3 separate regions of the Mus musculus genome follow, and regions 1 and 3 are each linked to region 2. A link is a contact called in public promoter capture Hi-C data. All regions are on one chromosome and are shown on one strand. Each heading gives the region's core, a stretch centred on a gene start, on an enhancer-like site or on the middle of the called end of the contact. The rest is flanking DNA. Distances are from core to core; before and after follow the strand shown. Region 1 has its middle 17 kb from the start of 4932438H23Rik. Region 2 holds the start of Ifngr2 (interferon gamma receptor 2). Region 3 holds the start of Mrps6 (mitochondrial ribosomal protein S6).

Evidence for each region. Promoter capture Hi-C pulls out the DNA fragments that hold promoters and counts their contacts.
Region 1: a promoter capture Hi-C map of liver shows a contact between it and region 2, with 2.4 times the contacts expected there. The contact joins the enhancer-like site here to the promoter of Ifngr2 in region 2. A contact is called at or near these places in 11 of 39 promoter capture datasets (the 3T3-L1 cell line, 3T3-L1-derived adipocytes, the C10 cell line and 8 more), 2 of 484 Hi-C or Micro-C datasets (cerebellum and cortical neurons) and 7 of 115 datasets of contacts at active chromatin or transcription factors (the 230-238 cell line, bone marrow-derived dendritic cells, bone marrow-derived macrophages and 4 more).
Region 3: a promoter capture Hi-C map of pre-B cells shows a contact between it and region 2, with 2.6 times the contacts expected there. The contact joins the promoter of Mrps6 here to the promoter of Ifngr2 in region 2. A contact is called at or near these places in 2 of 39 promoter capture datasets (liver and pre-B cells) and 1 of 115 datasets of contacts at active chromatin or transcription factors (microglia).

What each region holds. Positions count from the first base shown.
Region 1 is chr16:91,083,955-91,088,239 of GRCm38.p6, forward strand. It overlaps a transcript of 4932438H23Rik not described here. Among named protein-coding and RNA genes, the nearest start is that of 4932438H23Rik, 17 kb to the left of the region's middle. Within about 2 kb of position 2,842, at least 38 of the 459 cell types and tissues checked have an H3K27ac peak or open chromatin away from gene starts, as enhancers often do. A contact at or near this core is called in the HPC-7 cell line, cerebellum, hippocampal neurons and 1 more, where this site is marked.
Region 2 is chr16:91,544,507-91,548,901 of GRCm38.p6, forward strand. It overlaps Ifngr2 (interferon gamma receptor 2), which reads left to right and starts at 2,553. Exons shown (of 7, transcript NM_008338.4): 1 at 2,553-2,726. The coding sequence starts at 2,657.
Region 3 is chr16:92,056,008-92,060,256 of GRCm38.p6, forward strand. It overlaps Mrps6 (mitochondrial ribosomal protein S6), which reads left to right and starts at 2,329. Exons shown (of 3, transcript NM_080456.1): 1 at 2,329-2,473. The coding sequence starts at 2,429. It overlaps Slc5a3 (solute carrier family 5 (inositol transporters), member 3), which reads left to right and starts at 2,315. Exons shown (of 2, transcript NM_017391.3): 1 at 2,315-2,473.

The DNA.
Region 1 (4,285 bases), core at 1,592-4,091, 460 kb before region 2:
ACACACACACACACACACACAAACATACTGTTGTTGTCTTCAGACATACCAGAAGAGGGCATCAGATCCCATTACAGATGGTTGTGAGCCACCATGTGGTTGCTGAGAATTGAACTTAGGACCTCTGGAAGAGCAGCCAGTGCTCTTAACCTCTGAACCATCTCTCTAGCCCATCGCTATATGTTAAAACGTGATTTTTATCAACCAAAAGATAATTAATTGCATGAATATTTTGTAATTTTTTTCCTCACCAGATTTTTAACAGAAAATGACATTTGGGGTCCTCAGGAGGGTCCCCATCAATTCACATAAATAAGAGGACTTTGTAATTGGGACGGATGGGTACAGAAGGTGAAGCTAATAATTAAGAAGTTAAATAAACAAGGATGGGTGGTCAGGAGCACGAAGACTGTGGGGGAAATGATGGCCGTGTTCTAGGAGAGGCTATGGTGTGGGCAGTTCCAGGCACATCCCTCTGAAAAGCCATTTCCACTCCAGCTCTGTGAGAGCTGCAGTTACTCAGAAGGAACGAGAAGTCCCTCCGTCTGCTGCATGCTTGTGGTCGCTTCGAATTTTCCCATTTCCTCTCTGTGCCTTAGCTGTACCAGTTAGGAAATCCTAGAGAAGCAACTGGTTTTAGTTCACAGCAAGGAGGGGCCACTGCCCCAGGAGATGGATCTGGGGTCTGGTGCTCCCCAGTACCCACCAGGCAAACCCCAGCAGTCCCAGTCCTGAACCTAAGCCTCAGGGACAAAAACTGAAGGCCAAAGGGCTTGGCACTAACTCCTGGAGGGCCCTGGGGATGCGGTTAGACTTGGTTTAAGAGTGAGTGAGTAGCTACGTCCCATCCCTGTCCCCATGATTTTGCGGTTGAGCCATAACTGCAGGCAGCCAGAGCTTATGTAAGAGAAAAGGCTTGACTGGCTAACAGAAGGACAGGTAGTCAGACAGGAAGGTATTTAGGCACGTGCATACCCGATCAAAGATCTGTCAGGAGTAGGGGAGATGGGTCTAGCAGCGAGGCAAATTATCACCTCGTTTACCTATTGCATGTTCTTCAGCGCCTTCACAGCTCTAGAGCTGGACCGGAAAGCCAAGTCCCCTCTTGGCAGATGGGTAGAAAGGGCTCCATGCCAAATGATCTGAGCGAACCTGGCAGAGCCCGATGCTGGCAAGAGAGATTGCCCTTCGGGCTCTGATTTCTCCCTAGAGGGCTCGGGGGCGCTCTCGTGTTTGAGCTTTGTTGCCAGTGTGGCATTATGCCCCAATGAAATCAATATGGCTGCAATTACACACAGGCGCTCCCACCTTTCCCTCCCACCCCCCACAGAGCCCCAGCAACCAGCCCCACACGCCCACCCTGCAGACTGCAGAGTGGCATGCCCATGCTCAGCCCAGCTTCCTCTTGACAGGCTGTTGTTATTTTCTATGTGATACGATGGTGCTTGAAGTATGAGGAAAGATGTTTGGATTGTAAACAATCAGTTGCTTCCAAGTGCGCCACATGTTTCTTAGCGTCTCACTGCTCCTGGTAGGCTTCGGGGCTGGCCTCTCCTGTCTCCGCACATGCTCTCCTGGCGGTAGCTGGAAATGTATGAGTCTGCTTTAAAGCTGTCCTCGTATCCTCGTCCTGGTGCAAACATGTCGAAATCCTTCCCTGTCCTGTTTACCTGTTTACTGGAAGCTAATCACGCTCGAACAGGGTGATGTGCACACTGTAGCTTGCTCTGCTAATGAAGCAACTAGCGGAACCAACTGGCCTCGACGTGCCTCAGAATCAGACTGAGAAACGGCAGGGCTCTTGTGCTGCAGAGGATTTGAGAAATACCAGAGAGAGAGAGAGAGAGAGAGAGAGAGAGGGAGAGAGAGAGAGAGAGCGAGAGAGAGAGCGCAAAACTCGGGGCGTGGGGAAGGGGGCAAGGGGAAATAAGATTTAAAACCGGGACTGTAAACATATTCCAAATTCCTTCACTGTTGTTTCCTCTTTGTAAGATGCGGAGAGCGCATCTCATCGCACAGAGATAAGTAAGGATTCAAAGGCATCTTTTGGAAACCTGAGCTTGGAGGTGGAGGGCTGCCTGCAACTCATGCAGAGGATTTGGGTTTGGTTCCTAGAATCCTCATGCCAGCTCACAACTGCTCATAACTTTAATCACAGAGGATCTGACACTCTCTTTGACTTCTGGGGGACCTGCACTGCGCATAGTATGCAGACACACATAGATGCATATAAAATAAAACAAAAAAATCCTCATGGAACTATTTTGAAAAAGCTCCAAATTACACTGCTATTAAGTGTCTATTTAGAATCATAACTCAAAAATGACCTTCTTATTACTATATTGAAATAAGTATCAACAACAAAACATATTCTGTTTGCCTGGGAGATTCCCGATCATAGGATATCGCAGCATATTTTGAGAAGATCATAAACTAAGGTGAAACTGTGTGAGTGTATGAAACTCCTTTTAAATAAGTCGTACGTTTTAAAAAAATTCTCTGACAATTTCATATAGTGTATTTTGATAACTTACACACACACACACACACACACACACACACAACTTTACCCTCTCTCATTCCATCCACACACATTCTTTTTTCCAGAAGGTTCCTCTCCTGGTTTTGTGTCTTTTTTTTGCTCGTTTGCTTTGCTGCTTTTATTTTTTGGTGACCCATGGAAATCAATCAGGGTTGGGTGTGTGAAGCCTGGACGAAGCAAGTGACCAGTGACCATTCTGCTAAGGAAAGCCAAGAGTTCTTCAAGGAGAGGAGGGCCCAGGAGCCGCCCCACCCATCTTGTGCAGCTCTTCAGCAGGAAACCCAGCTGCTGGGAGCAGATAATGGCAACCGCCACACCCTAACTAGAAGCCAGCATTTCCCAGCCCAGTCTCACTGTCTCTTCTACTTCCTCTTCAGGTTATTCTCTGGGCCTTGAAGGGGATGAGAGAGCAATCTCATCTAGAACTGAACACTCAGCAGTTACTTATTTGAAATACTGTGGTCAGTTAGGGGGCTAGTTTTCTATCAACTTGACACAAGCTGGAGTCATCTGAAAGGAAGGAAACTCAATTGAGAAAATAACTCCTTAAGACCCATCTGTAGGGCATTTTCTTAATTAGCAATTGATGAGGGCGGGTCCAGCTCACTGTGAGTGGTGCTATTTCTGAGCTGACAGTCCTGGGTTCTTTAAGAAGTCAGGCTAAAACTAGGCATAGTTGCACATACCTTTAATCCCAGGACTTGGGAGACAGAGGCAGGAGAATCCCTGTGAGTTTGAGCTACATAGTGAATTCCAGGACACATACACACAAAATACATACATACATACATACACATACACATACATATATATATATAAAATACATAATTTAATTATATATGCTTTTATTATATACACACTTTGTATTGTATATAATTTTTATCATATAACAATCTGAGCAAGTCATGAGGAGTAAGTCTCTAAGCAGCATTCTTCCATCAGTTCCTGCCTCCAGGTTCCAGCTCTGAGTTCCTGTCTTGACTTCCTTTGGTGACAAACTACAGTGTGGAAATATAAGGCAAATGGAGTGCTTCTGGTTGTGGCATTTCACCATAGCAATAGCAGCCCTAAGACAATCGGCTTTCACTCACGGTCATGCACTGCGAACAGCAGCTTTGGCTTACCCCGCTGGGAACAGCACTGGTTTATGAGTATCAGCTCAGGAGACAGTTTGATACTGTGTCCCTTTAGAATCCAGTGCTAGGTTCCCCTCTGAGGCCTGTTACCCCCAACAGCGTTTGACCAGGTTTACAATACTCCCCGTGAATCCTCTTCTGGGGAGCAAGCCTCAATCAAGTGCAACCAGAAAACATAGAGTTAGCCTTCAAATAACCACGTCGCTGTCTCACTAGGGGACACATGTCTGGCAGGTTGATTTTGTAGCTTGTAGGGTGAACACAGCTGGGAAAGAGTACTGACGACCCCCACCCCCACCCCAGCAGCCCACAGAGCACCTGAAAGGGTCCTAACAGGCCTGAGCATGGCAGACCACCCCCCAAACCCCCAGCAGCCCACAGAGCACCTGCAGGAGCCCTAACAGCCCAAACATGCAGACATTGCAAACAGTTTTCATTCTTTTACCCCCTTTCCTCTTCCTTGCTGAAAATCATTACATTCCTAAGCTAGACCCCAAGGTCCATTCCGTTATTTGGCCACTTCCTCTTCTTGAGGCTGACTACCAAGGTCCTGCTATCAAAATATTGAAGTTCAGCAATTAAAAGTTCCCTTTGGCTCACCTATTAA
Region 2 (4,395 bases), core at 1,303-3,802:
CAAGGAGCTAAAGGGGTCTGCAACTCTATAAGTGGAACAACAATATGAACTAACCAGTACCCCCAGAGCTTGTGTCTCTAGCTGCATATGTAGCAGAAGATGGCCTAGTTGGCCATCATTGGGAAGAGAGGCCCCTTGGTCTTGCAAACTTTATAGGCCCCAGTACAGGGGAACACCAGGGCCAAGATGTGGGAGTGGGTGGGTAGAAGAGCGGGGGTGGGGGTGGGGGAGGGTATGGGGGACTTTCGGGATAGCATTTGAAATGTAAATGAAGAAAATATCTAATAAAAAATTGGAGAAAAAATAATTGTTGGCTTACAAAGTTCGTTTGGGGCTGGAGAGATGGCTTAGCAGTTAAGAGCACTGACTGCTCTTCCGAAGAAGGTCCTGAATTCAAATCTCAGCAACCACATGGTGGCTCACAACCATCCATAATGAGATCTGATGCCCTCTTCTGGGGTGTCTGAAGACAGCTACAGTGTACTTACATATAATAAATAAATCTTTAAAGGAGAAAAAAAAGAAAAAAACTTTGTTTTCACTTCACAACTACTGTTGCTCTACATAAGCTATAAAACATGGCATTTCTCAAGACTCTCATAGCTACCGGACACTTCCCTATGTGAGAAGTGTGTCAGATAGAAACTTCAAGAGGAAAGACACAGAAGCCTTATCAAAGTGGCTAAAATCTCCTACTTTGCAGATCTCCAGGGACTGGAGATTCGCTCAGCAGTTAAGAGGGCCTGATGCTCTTGCAAAGGCCCAGAATTCCAGGACCTCACAGCCATATGTAACTTCACTTCCTGGGAGGTGATAATCTCCACAGGGCCCTGCACACACACACACACACACACACACACACACACACACACACACACACATAAATATTTTTGAAAGCATTGTGATTGTGTTCATGCAGTGCTGGGACCAGTCTTTGCTCTCATGGTTTTGGAAGATGCAAATAAAACACCCTAAGGTTTAGTCTTTTGCTGTGTCCACAATAAGCCTACCTCCAAAGGGGAGAAGCAATGGGGAGGTAAGAGAGAGAACACAGAAATGGCGGCACACAGCACAATCAAAGCAGTTGCTCAGAGGGACAGACAGAGCCAGGAGTGCTACACACACAGGAAATGCCAGACCGGAGTTCCTGTTATCTTCCGCTGCCAGCTGCCAGATCTCAACAGAAGACTCAGCTATCAACGACATCAGGGTTCCTCTAGGCAGGAAGGGCAAGAGAGTGGATGCCAGCACCTAGCTGGCCTTGCCCTGACAAAGTTGCCTTGGGGAAAGGAGAGAAACGCTTGTCTTTGGGGGGTTGTATGCTTGAGGCATGGGGTACAGATCCAGGGAATATGCCCTTAGCACTGTGCTGAGGGAGGGAGATTCTAGACAGGGGTGTGGTAGGGAGTGGGGTGAGGCAGTAGTAGCACTTCCAAAGGCTTACCATTTGGGGTCAAGACCACAGGCTGAAAAGCTTAGTGATCACAGGTCCTTCGTGGCTTTAGCTGAGTCCTTTTCCTTACCCTGTCTCATAAAAATAAAACATGCCGGGGGCAGGGCACGGGGCACTCAGAGGGGTATACTTATAATCCACAGCCTGTGTGGTTAGGTTTTCTCTCCTCTGCGGTTTTCAACACGTCCTGTTGAGAGGATCCCCACAGCCCTCCTCTTCTCCTTGGCATGTAAGTACATTTCTGGGTCTTGAAATTCTCAAGTCATAGTTCAAATTTTTGCTAGATAATTTCATCACGTATTTTTATAACAGGCCAACTTCTGGAGCCACAGGCACAAGGGAAGGGTTTGGGGGCCCACGACTAACCCCTGAGAGGTAGAGATGTGAGGATCTGTGAAGTTCAAGGCCAGCTTCAACTACAGTTTAAAGTGGCTTCCTAAGACTGAGGCCTCAGCGGTTAGGAGCAATAGCTGCGGTTCGATGACCCCTTTCTTTGACTCTTGTCTCCCTCTAACCATTCCTTTCGTTGCCCCCTTTTTTGTGGCCGAGGTGTGAACGTCTCTGCCAACAGGCTGGCCACTGGGGAAGGCTCAGGCTGGGAGCCTATCCCTGCCCTGCTCTGGGGTCACTTCCTCGTAGCTTCACAGCCACAGAGGGCCAAACCCACAGACTATTAAGCAACCAGTACAGTTCCTCTAGCTTTTCTTCCTCTGTGACACCACGGCCTAGAGGGTCCTCTCTGCTATACCCTTAAGTAGCCCTTTGCTTAAAAGGATTCAAAGCTTAGCACGATCTTTCCGGTCATTAAAGAGAACAGAATTCAAAATAAATGGGTCCTTAAATCGTACGTGGCGGGAGTCCGAAGTGGGGTGGGGTAGGGTGGGGATGGGTGTCCACGGGTCTCTCCAGAAGGATGGTACTAGAGATCTCTGGCCACACATTGGAGGTCGGCTCGGCGAGGTGTGGCCGGAGTCACCGGGGCTGTGTGCTGGGCTGCGGGGGCCGCGGTTCCCGGGAACACCGGGGAAAGTCCCCACGGGCCGGGCGGGGGCGGGGCCGGGCGCGGTGGGGGCGGGGCGGGACGCAGGCGGGGCGAGGCGGCTCTGCGGCTAGGCTGGGGAAGAGGCGGGCGCTCGGCTCGCCATGGCCGCTGCGGTGCGAGTCTGAGCGGCGTCCACCCCGCGGTCCCGGGCCGCCCGGGCCATGCGGCCTTTGCCACTGTGGCTGCCGTCGCTGCTGCTCTGTGGGCTCGGTGCCGCGGCGTCCTCGCCAGGTAAGCGCGACCCAGGAGACCCCCCACCCCACCCCCGACTCCTCGGGCTCTCCTGGGTGTCGCGTCCGCGCGTGGGTGGCTCCGGGAGCTTGCACCCGGCACAGGGTGGGGTTCTGCAGTCGTTCCCGATCTGCGGGTGACCGCGATCGGACGGGGCACCGACCAGGAGGAATCTGCAAGAGGGAGCTGCAGTGAGTGTAGCGTGGACCACGGGGAATTCCAGGCCTGGAGGTGGAGAGCCCAGTTCGTCTTTGGCTCCTTGGTGCCAGGGAGATCAGCTGACGGGCAGGACCAGTATTTGTCTGGGCAGCCTATAAAATCCTCGTACTCAGTTCCTCGGGATCTTATAGATGGGGAGCAGAAATGCCTGTGTCCCCTCCAGTGTATGGGGACAGAGGGTCAGCTGAGGCACACTTTTAATCTCAGCTCTATCCTACTCCGCCCACACAGCCCTTTACCGGGGTTCAACTTCCCACTTTTGTCACCAACCTGACTGTATTTATGAGCCAGTCATCAAAACCAACAAAAGAAAGACATCACTAACCAAGAACATTCTTCCTACGTGATTATATTTTGCTGGGTTCTTTCCCGTGCAGAGATCATATCAAAGCTTGGATATCTGGAGTCCACAGTGGTAGTGGGGTGCACCCTTGTGAAAACACAGAACTCAGGATGAGAAAAAGGGGTCCTGAAGTTTCTGGCCGGCCGGGCCGGCTTGGTTTACTCAGTGGGTCTTGCTGTTGTTGTTTATTTTGTTTTTTTTATAGTTTGGCCATTAGTTAAATAAGCCTACGAATTGGGACGTTCCCTCCCATTGGAAGTGGTGTTGAGGAGTTAGTTGGTCCTCTGTCAGCATCCCTGCAAAGGCCCTTAAGTTCCCTTTCTCCTTAAGGGCAGAGGAGCACAGGAGGATGAGTGGGTTACGCAGTTAACTTGTTCTCCTGGAGTCAGACAAAGACTTTAAACCCTGGCTCTGATGTTCCCCATTTTGCCTTGAGCAATCTGTGTCTGACACACCCACACACACAGGTCTCCTTTGGAGGAGAGCCTGCGATTGTCTGAGATGTCTGTGAACTATGTGTTCAGAAGTTGATAGGCGTATTTAGAAACTTTACAACAGACATTTTTCTAATGATTAACTTTTTATTATGCTCCACAAAAGTCGTGGTCTGTGGCTCATTAACAACAAATTGGATCCTTAGATATTTTGAAAATGGTAGCCTTTTGTAAATTTCTTAGACTCTCATGCCACTCTTAACGCGAAATTTTCACACTTTTTTTTTAAAAGAAAAACTAGGATATGTTTAAAAGAAACCCTTTTAGTCACAGTGCAGAGTGAAAATATTGACATTGTTCTTGCGGCCAACAGGTAATGAGAAGATTCCCATAACTGTTCCATAGGTTATGAATGGCCCTCAGGAATCATAAAATTGCTTTTAACAACATATTCATGTTTTGCCTGCATGTCTATGTATGTCTATGCACCACTTGAGTTCCTGGTGCTTACGGAAGCCAAAAGAGGCCATCATATCTCCCAGAACTGGAGCTATAAATAGTTCTGAGCTGCCCTGCTGGGGCTAGAACTCTAATAGAGTAGCAAGTGCCCTTAACCACCGGGCCATCTCACAGCCCCGGAAACAAGGCTTTGAAAGGAACATTTGTAAAACGC
Region 3 (4,249 bases), core at 1,079-3,578, 510 kb after region 2:
TGATGGTGATGATGGTGATGGTGATGATGACGATAGTCAGCTATCTTGAGAATTATGGTGAAAAGCTCAAGGTCAAATCTCTCCTTATACAGTAGTAGAAGATGAGATGGCAAGGGGATGAACTGACCAGAGCACCTTGGATTTCAACTTTTGCCTTTACTCTCTCTTCCTATGACTCCTCAGAAAGCTTTACTTGAAAATTAGCCAAAACCTCTGGCCAATAAAATCTTACGTATCTACCGTATTAGATCTTTTTTCCCAAGATCCTAAAAGATATTTTTTAAAGATCAATAAATTAAATACTATAGAAATGGCTTATGATTCTACATGCTTACCCAACAGTATAAATAGTTTAAAATTATTTTTGATAAATTTCAATTTGCATCAGCATTAATTTTAACAATAAAATTAACAAAGCCATAGCCACTTATTTAAAACTCTGAAAGGGGCGGGGGACTTAGGATAGCTGATTTCTTTTCCACGTTAAGAAATGGGATGAGTCTGTGGGTGGCCAACAGCTTGGGAGGGTTGTGGGGTGCTGTCTGCCCTGAGGCATTGTTCAGTCAGGCTAATTTCCTCACCCCATTTGTCTAGAGAACTAGGACTTCACTGGTCCCTGGGTATCAGGGAAAAGCTGTGGTGCTTCCAACGGGAGGCAGTCCAGGCTGGTCACCTCAGGGTGTTGCTTGGTGTTTGGCTTGGCTCAACCACGTGAGACTCTTATCTTCACATTCCTAAACTGGGCCACAGGAAGGACAGTTTAAGTGGGATGTCACACAGATCTGGAATTCTCGTCTCAATGTCCAGAAATTCTTTCTTCCTTCTGTGTCTTTTTTTTTTTTTTTTTTTTTTTTTTTTTTTTTTTTTTTTTGGTAGCATGCTGCTTAAAAACAAAAAACAACCAACCAACCAAAACAAACAAACTAAAAAGACCCCCAACAACAACCAAAACAAAACAATCCAACCAACCAGGTGTGTGGCTGATGCTAAGTAGGTGGTTTTGTAGTTTGTGTTGAAGGGCACAGGACAAACCTTGAAATGTTAATGAAAATGTTAAAAAAACCAGGTATCCTAGGTTGTATTCAAAACCATAATCTTCTGTGGAGATTGGTCTGTGGAGGAGGTGACAAAGATAGTCTCCATGTGTGCTTTACAAAGACGTCCAACGCCACTGAGTAAGACCAACATCTTGGCCTGTAAGATGGGGGACGGGGTGAGGTTCATAAGTGTAGGCAGTGAAACTATTCTTCAGACATTCTGGACACAAAATTTTCTTTCCACGCGTTTGTGTTTGACCTTGGACTAATTAAATTATCCTTGCATTTTTCTGTTTGCTAATACCTAAAATAGGGCGAGTAGTACGATTTGCTTCACAGAGCTAAAGTGAGAACAAACAGCCTCAGTGTCGTGCCTGCTACAGACAGTAAGCCCTCAGTAAATTATTAGTAAATTATTATTAGAGCACTTTAAAGTTACAAGAACATTTCACTTAAAGACCCTTTTAGTTGGAGTAAGGTGGGAGCAGAAGACAACCATTGCAGCGGAATTAGTGCCTTCCAGAGCTAAGAAACAGGAGCAGGGGCAGAAGGAGGGGAGTCCCGAGTTAGCTCTATATGTGCGTGTATGGGTGTGTGTGTGTGCGCGCGCGCTGTGGAGTGCTGGACCTGGGACCCTCTACGAAGCCCCTCCTTACTCCTGTGTTTCAGGGAATCCATAGTTTCCTTTACCAGAAAAGCAAGGATAATATTTAAAGAATAACTGGCGAGAGTCGAAGCATTAACCTGCTTCTGGGTCAGGCTAGGCACACACAGCAAATGCCTACATAGCCCTTCGGTTCCAGGCTTGTTTCTTTGCGGCTTGGTGCAGCAGTCACTCCTTAGCACCCCGCCTTCCTCCCTGGAGACGCGGGCGAGGGGCACACAGCAGCCAGACCGCATCGCACCGCACCGCACCGCGGCGCACGCGCACTCGCTCGCCTAGCACCCGGGAAGGGAGGGTGGGCGGGGAGGCCTGGAAAGTTCCACCGGGTTCCAGAGCCCAAGGTTGGTAGGCGCGGAGGCGGCGGGGAGCGGGTGCGTGCCGAGCGAGGAGACGGCCTCCGACGGGCTGCTCGAGACCGTGTCCACGCTCCGCAGGCTCGGGGGACACAGACACGGCCCGGGAGGGCAAGCAGGAAGCCGTTGAGGTGCAAGTGCAAGGCGCCCTCCGGGAGAGGGGCGGGGCGGTGCCGGGTGGGCGGGGCTCTCGGTGGGCGGGGCGAGCCGTCTGCGCAGCTGCCGGAGCCTTTAAACCCGGCCTCGCGGGGTCGCACGGTGCTTTCGCCGTCCGGGAGCTGACCGGCCGTGTTCCTCTCTCGTCTTCCTCTGCGCCCCGCGTCCCCGCCCTCGCGACCCCGGCTCTCCTGGACTCGGCGCCGCCAACCTGGGCGATGCCCCGCTACGAGTTGGCTTTGATTCTGAAAGCCATGCGGCGGGTAAGTGACCTTCCCTCAGACCGAGTTCCCGCGCGGGCGCGCCCCGCCGCCTCTAGGCCTCCCAGTCCCGCGTGTCCTGCCTGCTGGACACCGGGTCCTCTCGCGCGGTGCGCGGGTGGTCGCGGGCGCAAAGTGGGGGGGTGGCGCGTGGGTCAGGCGCTCGGCGCGGCCGCGTGCGCGCGGGAGGCGGGGGGTGTGTATGCCCGCGCGTGTGCGCGGTCGCGGGAGGGGGTGTGCCGAGCAGGGGGCGGGGCGGGCCTCGGACCCCGGCTCTCCGGAGTCCGATGGAAGGACTGCGGGAGGACACACGCGCGAGAACCCAGGCCAGCCCCGCTCTGCGCCCACGCGTCGAGAAGCTGCTCGTCGTCCCCGCCGGCCGCTGGTCCCGATCGCCTGCCCTCAGCGTCCGCGATCAGTTACAGCCTTCCTCCAAAGCCCGCCAGTGCCGGCTGTGTACCCACGCACTTGTCACCGCTATCACACCAAAAAGAAAAAAAAAATCTTTTGACCTTTCTTTTTCTGACTCCAGCGGAAATCCTGCTCCGGGTGCCCTTAGCCCAGTTTTATTCATCCAAGTTGTGGCCTTGCTTGTGTTTCCGAAGACATGCCTTCCCCCAGCTTTTGATTGATCTGGAGGTAGGGACTTTCAGGTTTGGAGGGATGATAAACCACCAGCAGCCGGGTCACGGACTGGGGTCGGCGGCCGGCGGAGGCAGCTATGTTCTGAGTCAGTCAGTCGTCGCTGAAATCCCCATTCTTCTGAGAGAATTCGGTAATGTAGTGTGCTTTCACGCACTCTCCTTCCCTAGCAGGTACAGTTTAAAAGAAAACAAAAGCAACCGTTGTCCTTTTTTTGAGCGTTTGGAAGCAGCTTTCTTCTAGCCCTGGGCATGTAGGCTTTGGGTCAATTTCAAGTAGTGGCTTCAGTTTGAATCAACTTAAGCCAGGGGTCACGGGCTAGGCTCTGGTGAACAGCTAACAGTCAGGCAGCAGGAGGAGATTGTTCGGTGTGCCTTGTACAGGGTTGGCTTGGAAAGGACACCAGAGCCACCTGATGGTCCTGAAGTTTGTGCCCCCAAGCTTACTGACTCCCTGGCTCCGGGAGAACATTGTCTCACCTCTGGGTAATACTTTATCTACCTTCCTTCCTCATTGGGTTTTACAGAGTTAAAAGAATAGGAACAACAGAGGGGTCAGGGTCGAGAAAGTATTAAAAAGGGACTGTTTCTGATTAAATGGAAATTACTTAAGCCTCCCTTTATACTTTTTAGGTAATGTTAGAAACTGAAAAAATGTGACCACCAAGATTCATTCCCTCAAGGTGTGAGGTAGCAGTGACCCTTTGCACTCCTTTGAATGAGAGACTCTTGCTTAGCATGGCTGCCCAGTACACTGGCTAAATGTATTTTACCATGATGTGAATATGTGTTCACTCTGATTCAAAAGTCGGGTGTAACCTGCTCAAAATCTTGGCCTGAGGGTAGGTTCAAAGCACCTTAGAGAAGAGTGAAGACGGAAGAGAGGTGCTTAAACATAGTGTGGAAGATGTGTGAAGATCCTTACAGACCCAAAGAAACTAGATAAAATGACAACCCTCGGTTTTTCGTTCTGACTTTGAGAAGGTTGTAAACAAGTAAAGATGTGCAGAGACTAGACTTTTTTTTTTTTTTTTGCTTTCAGCTTTAGAAAACTGAATTCTTACAGGGTATGTACTTGTGGGTGTAAAGGAAAATGCACTTTGTTTTAAAAGAAAATGGCACAGTGGTTTGAACACCT